Regions from separate parts of the Sus scrofa genome. Here region 2 is linked to region 1. The links are chromatin contacts, called in public Hi-C maps. All regions are on one chromosome and are shown on one strand. The core of a region is the stretch at or near the end of the contact, and the rest is flanking DNA. Distances in the headings are between cores, read along the strand shown.

Region 1 (4,136 bases), core at 228-2,727:
CGTTTATAAACCACCAAGAACAAAAGCTTTCTTAAGAAAATCTTATCTTTGTTCTACAAAAAGTAATTGATGAAAGTGGGGGGTAAAGGGTATTTTCATTTCTGCCACGCGGTCTGGTGGAGATGGAGGCCACCCAGATTCCAGCTCATCTGTATAGAGTTCAGCTTAGGGTCCTGAAGGATAAGATAGAAGGCCGTGCTGACTTAAGCTTCGAAGAAAGACTCTCCTTCCAAGACTGACTGATAATCAATCAAAGTGCCCTAAAAGGTCATGGTCCGTCCACTGCAGAGATCAGACCAGCTCCTGCTGCGGAAGCCCCGCCCTGCGCGCCTCCAGCGGAAGGGCAGCTCCCCGCAGGGGTGCGAAGTCGAGGCACTTGCTGGGCTGGAATCTGCTCCCTCAGTGCCTCTAGACGAGTCCCTTAACCTCTCCGTGCGGCAGTTTATCTCTGCAATGGATACTCCCTCGTAAGGCTGTGAGGAGGATTTAATGAGTTAACACACAGGTAAAATAAAGAATAAAAATCCGTCAGCCCTTGGCCTGCACCACTGACATTTTGGAGAGAGAAATTTTCATAAAGCCTAGTGAAATAGAAATTTTAAAAAGTGGTGACCAAGGACAGACGCTGGGAAAGCCCTATTCACACCTCTTTCCACCTTCTAGGACGCTGCCCAGTCTCTGTCCCCACTTCTCATTCTGTCTTTTAGTTACCTGGGGGCGAGAAAATGGACCCCTCCCCCTACAGCCCTCTGTCCCCACCTCTTCCCAGTGGCTCAGAGTTAGGCTTTCAGAGGTTTAACAATGGAAAGAGAGAAGGATGACAATGCGCTGATTCTCATGACATCTGCCTATTATGAGCGTTTGACTTCAGCTCAAGGTAAGTGAATCATTTCAGATCGCGTGACACAGAGTAAAATGTTTAGCCGCAGAAGAGCCTCTCCAGCCTTCTTCCTATCATACAGGCTCAGCCCCCTCCTAAGACTATTACCAGCCTCAGAAGTGCAGGCATCACCCTAGAATTACAGTTTTCTTAAAGTAACCATATAGATTCCACTCAAGACAGCAGTCGAGGTGACCAGTTGGTCTTACAGAACCAACTTACATTGCAATTCAGATATAAATGTTCAGATAAGAGCATTTTTTATTTTTTATCGATTTTATTTTTACGTGTAATAAAGAATCACACCTAAAAGTCTTGATTATATAAGTTACAAATTTTGGTTTACATGGTTGTGATTTTTTTGTGTGTAATCAGACAGGAAAGAAAAAAAAAAACCTCACACAAGGTCTGACGGGACCGTCGGTTGTGGTGAAAATAAAAGCTGGATCTCCGCTGAGGGATCGATGCTCGGCTTTCTCCGGTTTTAATGTCTTTTCCGTCTGCCTTGGAGCCGGCGCGGGAGGTGCGGGACCCGTGTTCCCACGGGTGATGGACGGCGCCCGCCGCTAGGGGGAGCCAAGCGAAGGCGCGGCCAGTCTGCGAAGGAGGTGGTGGGTGGGTGCAGGAAGGCGGTGCCCAGATAAAGGGGCAAAGAGGCGGCCCCCGGAGGGGAGGAGCTCCGGGTGCATCTGGGGCGTTTAGGAAACCAGCCACCCGTGTCTTTGGCTTGATGATCAGGTGCCCGGTACATAAGCAAAGGCCGAGGGGCTGGCTGCCAAAGCAAGGCGCCCTGGGCCTTGCGTTTCTCTCCCACTTTCATCTGCGCCCACCGGCGACAAGTGCAGGGAAATGAAGTCGGAGATTCTTGATGAGAACCGGGATTTTCGAGGAATTATCAGCCGTGACGTGGAACCCGTTGATAATGGGCTTGGTTTCATTTAGCCATTGTTTAGTTTTCCTTCCAAAACCTCAGGGAGGTGGAATTGGGGGAGGGGCGGCTCCTGGGCAGGCAGGGGACAACGGTTAAGGGTGGAGGCTGCAAATCTAACCCCGGTGACAGGCTCAGTAGGAAAGAGCACTGCACCTGTTTTCTTTTCTTTCTTTTTTTAAAATAATCTCTCTTCCCCAAGTCATGTCCTAGTCAGCATTTCCCAAAAATCATGGCCAAGAGGGCCGTTGAAAGGGATTGTTAATTGTCTGGGTCTAGTCACTGATAAGAATAAACCTGCTGAGGCCAGCTGGGCTTTTGTCGCTGTCAGCCATAAGGGACATTGTTCCAGCACAGGGGGGACTGGGAGGATAAGGGAAGGAAGGCGGGGGAGAAGGGGAACCCAGGTGGCCCCTTGGCCCTCCAGGAAGGGTTACCCCCAACTGACCGAGTGCAAGGGGCAGGAGGAAGCTGTCAGTCCTCGCCAGGGGGCCAGAGCTTGTCTCCACCAGAGCCTTTTGTGCCACACTAGAGTCTGCCCCCTGCCCAGAAGACAACGTGAGACCTTTGCTGATCCTGCCACACTCGGCCACAGTATTCTAAATCTTGGGGGTTTTGTTTTTTACTTTTGTCTTTTTAGGGCCATACCCAGGGCATATGGAGGTTCCCAGGCTAGTGGTGGAATCTAAGCTGTAGCTGCCAGCCTACACCACAGCCACAGCAACGCCAGATCGGAGCCGCATCTTCGACCTACACCACAGCTCACAGCAACCCTGGATCCTTAACCTGCTGAGCGGGCCCAGGGATCGAACCCACATCCTCATGGATACTAGTCAGATTCATTTCTGCTGAGCCACGACGGGAACTCCTTATTCTAATTCTTGGCACAGCATTTATCACTCTCTAATACTGATTTACCCATCAGCTCATTCAGTCATTTCTTTAGTTTCCTGTGTCTCCTACTAAAATGTAAACGCCACTGAAAGCAGAGACTTTTTCTTGCTTTTGTTTTCTTTTTCTTTTTAGGTCTGCACCCGCAGCATATGGAAGTTCCCAGGTTGGAGGTTGAATTGGAGCTGCAGCTGCCGGCCTGCACCACAGCAACGGCAAGCTGGGATCCCTAACCCACTGAGTGAGGCCAGGATCTTTGTGGGTACTGGTCAAGTTCATAACCCTCTGAGCCACAACGGGAACTCCAAGCAGAGACTTTTTCTGCGTCACTCACCATGACTGGCCCAGAATGTGATGTGGGCAGGCCGTGGCAAGCGTCCAGCAACTGTTCCTATGTGAATAACAATCTGTGATTGAGGAAGTGTCCCCAGCAGCAGTGGCGAGGCGGAGGGGCTGGCTTTGGGGGACGCAGGAGAGAGCAACGCTGGAAACAGAGACAGGAGGGAGGAAACATGCATGTAAAGTGACCCCTTCCACTCCCGAAGGGCTGTGACGCCCATGCCGGGAGCCGGGGGCCTGAGTGGACAGCAAGCCCGGGAGGGAGGCAGTGAGGGCCGCGTGTAGGAGCAGTGGGGGGGGTGGGGGTGGATCAAAGGATGCAAGAGGTGGGCCGTCCCAAGGGGCGGGGCAAAGAGAAGCGTAAACTGGCGATGCTGGAGAGACAGGAAACCCTGGGGCCCAGGCTCAGGGCTGGTTAAGGCCGGGGAGCACGGGTCATGCTCCCTGCTCCCCCCAAAGAAATGGGAGTCAACGAAGAAAAGGCCCGAGAATGGAGCCTGGGGAGAGGCAATGCTCAAGAAGGGGCAGACAGGTCAAGAGGTATTTAAAGGGGACAGCGGTGGCCGCAGTGGTGCCCAGGTCCCCCTCAGCATCCCTCAGCTGCTGGGAACGTTGGTGGCTCCAGGCTCTCTGCTGAGCCCCTGGCCGGGAACTGGCCTGGGTGAAGGGAGCCGCCTGCCCAAGTTCACAGCACCCCATGACTGGTCCATGAAGGGAGGAGAGAGGGCCAGGGCCTCCCTGGTGGCAGGACGAGTCTGCAAGGCCCTCCCACTCAGACCCCAGTGGGATGGACTGAGGCCTTGTTGCAGCCACCACCGCAATCAGCTTCTGCTCAGGTTATGTCTGCTCTTCCTTTACAGGCGAAGACACCAGGGTCACTTCTCAGGACACTCATTTCACACAAACTGTCTTCTCCACATCTGCTTCCCAGCGCACCAGCTCTCAGAGGTCAGGTGCCAGGAGTGATCTGAGGAAACAGGCTCTAAAACGGAATTGTGGCCACTCCCTCGGGCAGTTGTGGGATTGTGGGGCCCAGCATCAGCCTGCCAGCTAGAAACCCAGCCCCGTTCCTGGTGGCAGGTGAGGCCCTGCCAGTCC
Region 2 (3,743 bases), core at 656-3,155, 130 kb before region 1:
CAAACACATGAAAAAATGCTCAACATCGTTGATTATAAGAGAAATGCAAATCACAGCTACCATGAGATACCACCTCACACCAGTCAGAATGGCCATCATTAATAAATCCACAAATAACAAGTGCTGGAGGGGCTGTGGAGAAAAGGGAACCCTCCTGCACTGTTGGTGGGAATGTAAACTGGTACAGCCACTATGGAGAACAGTTTGGAGATACCTTAGAAATCTATACATAGAACTGCCATATGACCCCGCAATCCCACTCTTGGGCATCTATCCGGACAAAACTCTCCTTAAAAGAGACACATGCACCTGCATGTTCATTGCAGCACTATTCACAATAGCCAGGACATGGAAACAACCCAAATGTTCATCGACAGATGATTGGATTCGGAAGAGGTGGTATATATACACAATGGAATACTACTCAGCCATAAAAAAGAACGACATCATGCCATTTGCAGCAACATGGATGGAACTAGAGAATCTCATACTGAGTGAAATGAGTCAGAAAGACAAAGACAAATACCATATGATATCACTTATAACTGGAATCTAATATCCAGCACAAATGAACATCTCCTCAGAAAAGAAAATCATGGACTTGGAGAAGAGACTTGTGGCTGCCTGATGAAGGGGGAGGGAGTGGGAGGGATCGGGAGCTTGGGCTTATCAGACACAACTTAGAATAGATTTACAAGGAGATCCTGCTGAATAGCATTGAGAACTTTGTCTAGATACTCATGTTGCAACAGAAGAAAGGGTGGGGGAAAAAATATAATTGTAATGTATACATGTAAGGATAACCTGACCCCCTTGCTGTACAGTGGGAAAAGAAAATAAATAAATAAATAAATAAATCCATCCTAACCACAACATGCATGGGAAATAAATATGAACTTCCTGCTGTATTAACAATTTTTCATTCCAAAATGCTAATGCGTTTTTGTCTCCAGTCTAACTTAATAATCATACATGGCGTCTTGTCACCTTACCTTGACAAATACTGTGCATAAAAATAAAAACCCACGTTTTTATGACTGTGAAGTACAGAACCCTAAGTCGCCCACTAGCGAGGGGACTTTCAACATGTCCCATCAATTCCAAACAATTGCAGAAAGAGCCACAACGTGGAGCAGGGCTGAACCAGAACCAACGGGCTTTTTCCTACACTCACAGGCGGTTTTACTTTCTCAAGCATTTACTTGTTTCCACTTGCCAAGATATTTTTTCTGGAAAAAAAAAAAAAAAAAAAAGAAGAAGAAGAAGAAGAAAAGTCCTTTTGTGAAAGGCAGCTGCAGAAAGTGAGATGCAATCTTTTATTTGCCCTGTTAATATCCTCATATTCTGTGCTGATTAGCAGTTTTGGTTTAATTATATATGCCATACTGATCCCAGATAAGAGCGTTCTACCTCAGCCCAGCAATGCTTTAATTTCCAATGTTCCCGGCTGGTTTCTACTTAGTGCTCCTTCCCCCAGACTCCACCTTGATTTCCTCCTGTTTTTCATCCTGACACTCACGCAAATGACTGGTAATATCCTTTCTAGAGACTGACTCCCAATTACAACTCTCTTCAGTTTATAGCTTGGGATAGGCAGGCATGAGCCCATAAAAATACAATCTTTAATCTTAAGGACTTCCTGTCCATCCAGGCGTCAGAGCAGACCCAACGGCACCAAGCGAGCAGCGTGACCGGCCGTGGCTCCCAGGCTGGATAAACAACCCTGATTAAGAGGTACCTTCTCCATGTTTCTGCATTTGAAACAGTCCTCTTGCCTATGCTGAAATTTCAGTTGGTTTCTCCAGGAATAAAATGAAGCTTGTTCTGAGGGTGAATGCAGGAGTGTACGATTTCCTTCCCTGGGTTAGAGAAGCCTAACGACTCCTCTGGGCCTTGCCATGGTGCCCAGAAGCCACCATAAGGGGGCGGGGGAGGGCTGTTTCACTCAGACCCAGTTAGTTTTTCTTGCAGTTCCAGCGTCCTGAAACATTTGTCTCAGAGCCACCCCCTCACTTTCTAAAGCTCTTAGGACTTCCCTTGGTGTCACAGTTGAAATAGCCCAGCCTCAGCCCATCAGCTTAAGAGTCCTGTACGTTCGAATCGGTTTTGAAACCAAGCCCATCTCGGACTTCCTGGTTCTCTGCATTATCTTGATCTGGATCCCCTCCTTTGCCCGTGAGAAACACATACTTCCCTGAAAACAATGGGCTGAGGAAAGCTGAGAACCGGCATTGCTTTCTCATAAATCTAATTTCCAATTTCCCACCAGTCTGGGTTCCATGCGCAAAGCCTAACACATACGCCCCTGTGGAAAACGCCCGACCATGTCCACTGACCTGCCTCCCCTTATTCAGCTGTGCCTTCTCCTTGGTGGGAAGAAATAATAAAACTCAGCAGGAGGATTCTAGAAGGAGGTTATTAGAAATGGGGAGGTGTGTGATAATTTCTCTTTTTCATCCGGGCGGGCGGGGGGTAGAGGAGAGATTTATTTACCCGGAGCAAGTGCAGATGAATATTTTTCCATGATAACTTGCAGTTCCCTGGATTCATCCACATTTTTATCGTGCTATAGAACAATATGGTAAAAGCATCTAAAGGAAAGTATGATAACATGAAATCATCTTGCATGAGGGTAACCTGATCGTTATTTCCAAATTTTGATACAACATGGAAATATAAAATAACTTCTTGTAGATACTAATAAAAATAGCATACAAACACTGGAATGAATATAACACATCCTATAACTGAAAACAGCCCTAATAGAATTTTCTGTCACTGAAAGTTCAGATTCATCATGAATCCTTCATTTTAGGCTTCTTAGACTCAAATAAATGCACTTTATTGAGACAGTCTATCATAAATAGGGTATGTTATTTCTATTTGGTTAAAATCTCTTTTTTACTTTTGTGATAAAAAATTAAAATGAAGCATGCTGAAATCTAAGAAACATTAAGTATTACCTCCCTATAAAAATTCTATTCCTTTATACATGTCATTCCTATATACAAGTCATGGCAATGGTTCAAATCATACTGTATGATTAATATTTCTTTCTCTTTTTTTTTTTTTTGTCTTTTTAGGGCTGCACCCACAGCATATGGAGGTTCCCAGGCTAGGGGTCGAATGGGAGCTACAGCTGCCGGCCTAGGATCCAAGGCAACTCAGGATCCAAGATGCATCTGTAACCTACACCACAGCTCACAGCAATGCTGGATTCTTAACCCACTGAGCAAGGCCAGGGATTGAACCTGCGTCCCCATGGATGCTAGTCAGATTCACTTCCACTGAGCCACAACAGGAACTCCAGTATTTCTTAGGAGTTCGTGAGATGTTGTGCTCATGTAGAGTTATAGCAAAAGTAAGATTTCCTCTTCAACATCTCTGCTAAGACGGTGCAGGAATGGTGCTTATGGTACCAAGCAGCCTTTAAGAGTTCACACGGATTCTAGATCTGATCATAAACTGTTTGATAATGACTTTAAGTACAATATAAACCTATAGTTGGAAAATAAAAGATATAAAGAGGCTTATCTGCTAACATTTATCTTTAAAATAAATAAAATCTTGGTAATGTGAATATGTCCTAGAACAAGAAAAATCTCCCTTGAATGTAAACTGGTGAAGCCACTGTGGAAAACAGTGTGGAGGTTCCCTAAAAAACTAAAAATAGAGTTCCCATATGATCCAGCAATCCCACTCCTGGGCATGTATCTGGAAAGGATGAAAACTAATTCAAAAAG

What was found. A called contact is a pair of places that touch in the nucleus more often than the background predicts.
Region 2: a contact with region 1 is called in a Hi-C map of skeletal muscle, with 12 times the contacts expected there. The contact joins two enhancer-like sites. A contact is called at or near these places in 5 of 47 Hi-C or Micro-C datasets (heart right ventricle, liver and skeletal muscle) and 1 of 2 datasets of contacts at active chromatin or transcription factors (skeletal muscle).

What each region holds. Positions count from the first base shown.
Region 1 is chr11:74,292,997-74,297,132 of Sscrofa11.1, reverse strand. It overlaps LOC110255853 (a long non-coding RNA gene), which reads right to left. Exons shown (of 5, transcript XR_002336751.1): 4 at 3,034-4,136; 5 at 1,758-1,881. Among named protein-coding and RNA genes, the nearest start is that of ARGLU1, 28 kb to the right of the region's middle. Within about 2 kb of position 1,477, at least 32 of the 83 cell types and tissues checked have an H3K27ac peak or open chromatin away from gene starts, as enhancers often do. A contact at or near this core is called in liver and skeletal muscle, where this site is marked.
Region 2 is chr11:74,420,258-74,424,000 of Sscrofa11.1, reverse strand. All of the region lies in intron 2 of LOC110255854 (a long non-coding RNA gene), which reads right to left. Among named protein-coding and RNA genes, the nearest start is that of ARGLU1, 150 kb to the right of the region's middle. Within about 2 kb of position 1,905, at least 16 of the 83 cell types and tissues checked have an H3K27ac peak or open chromatin away from gene starts, as enhancers often do. A contact at or near this core is called in liver and skeletal muscle, where this site is marked.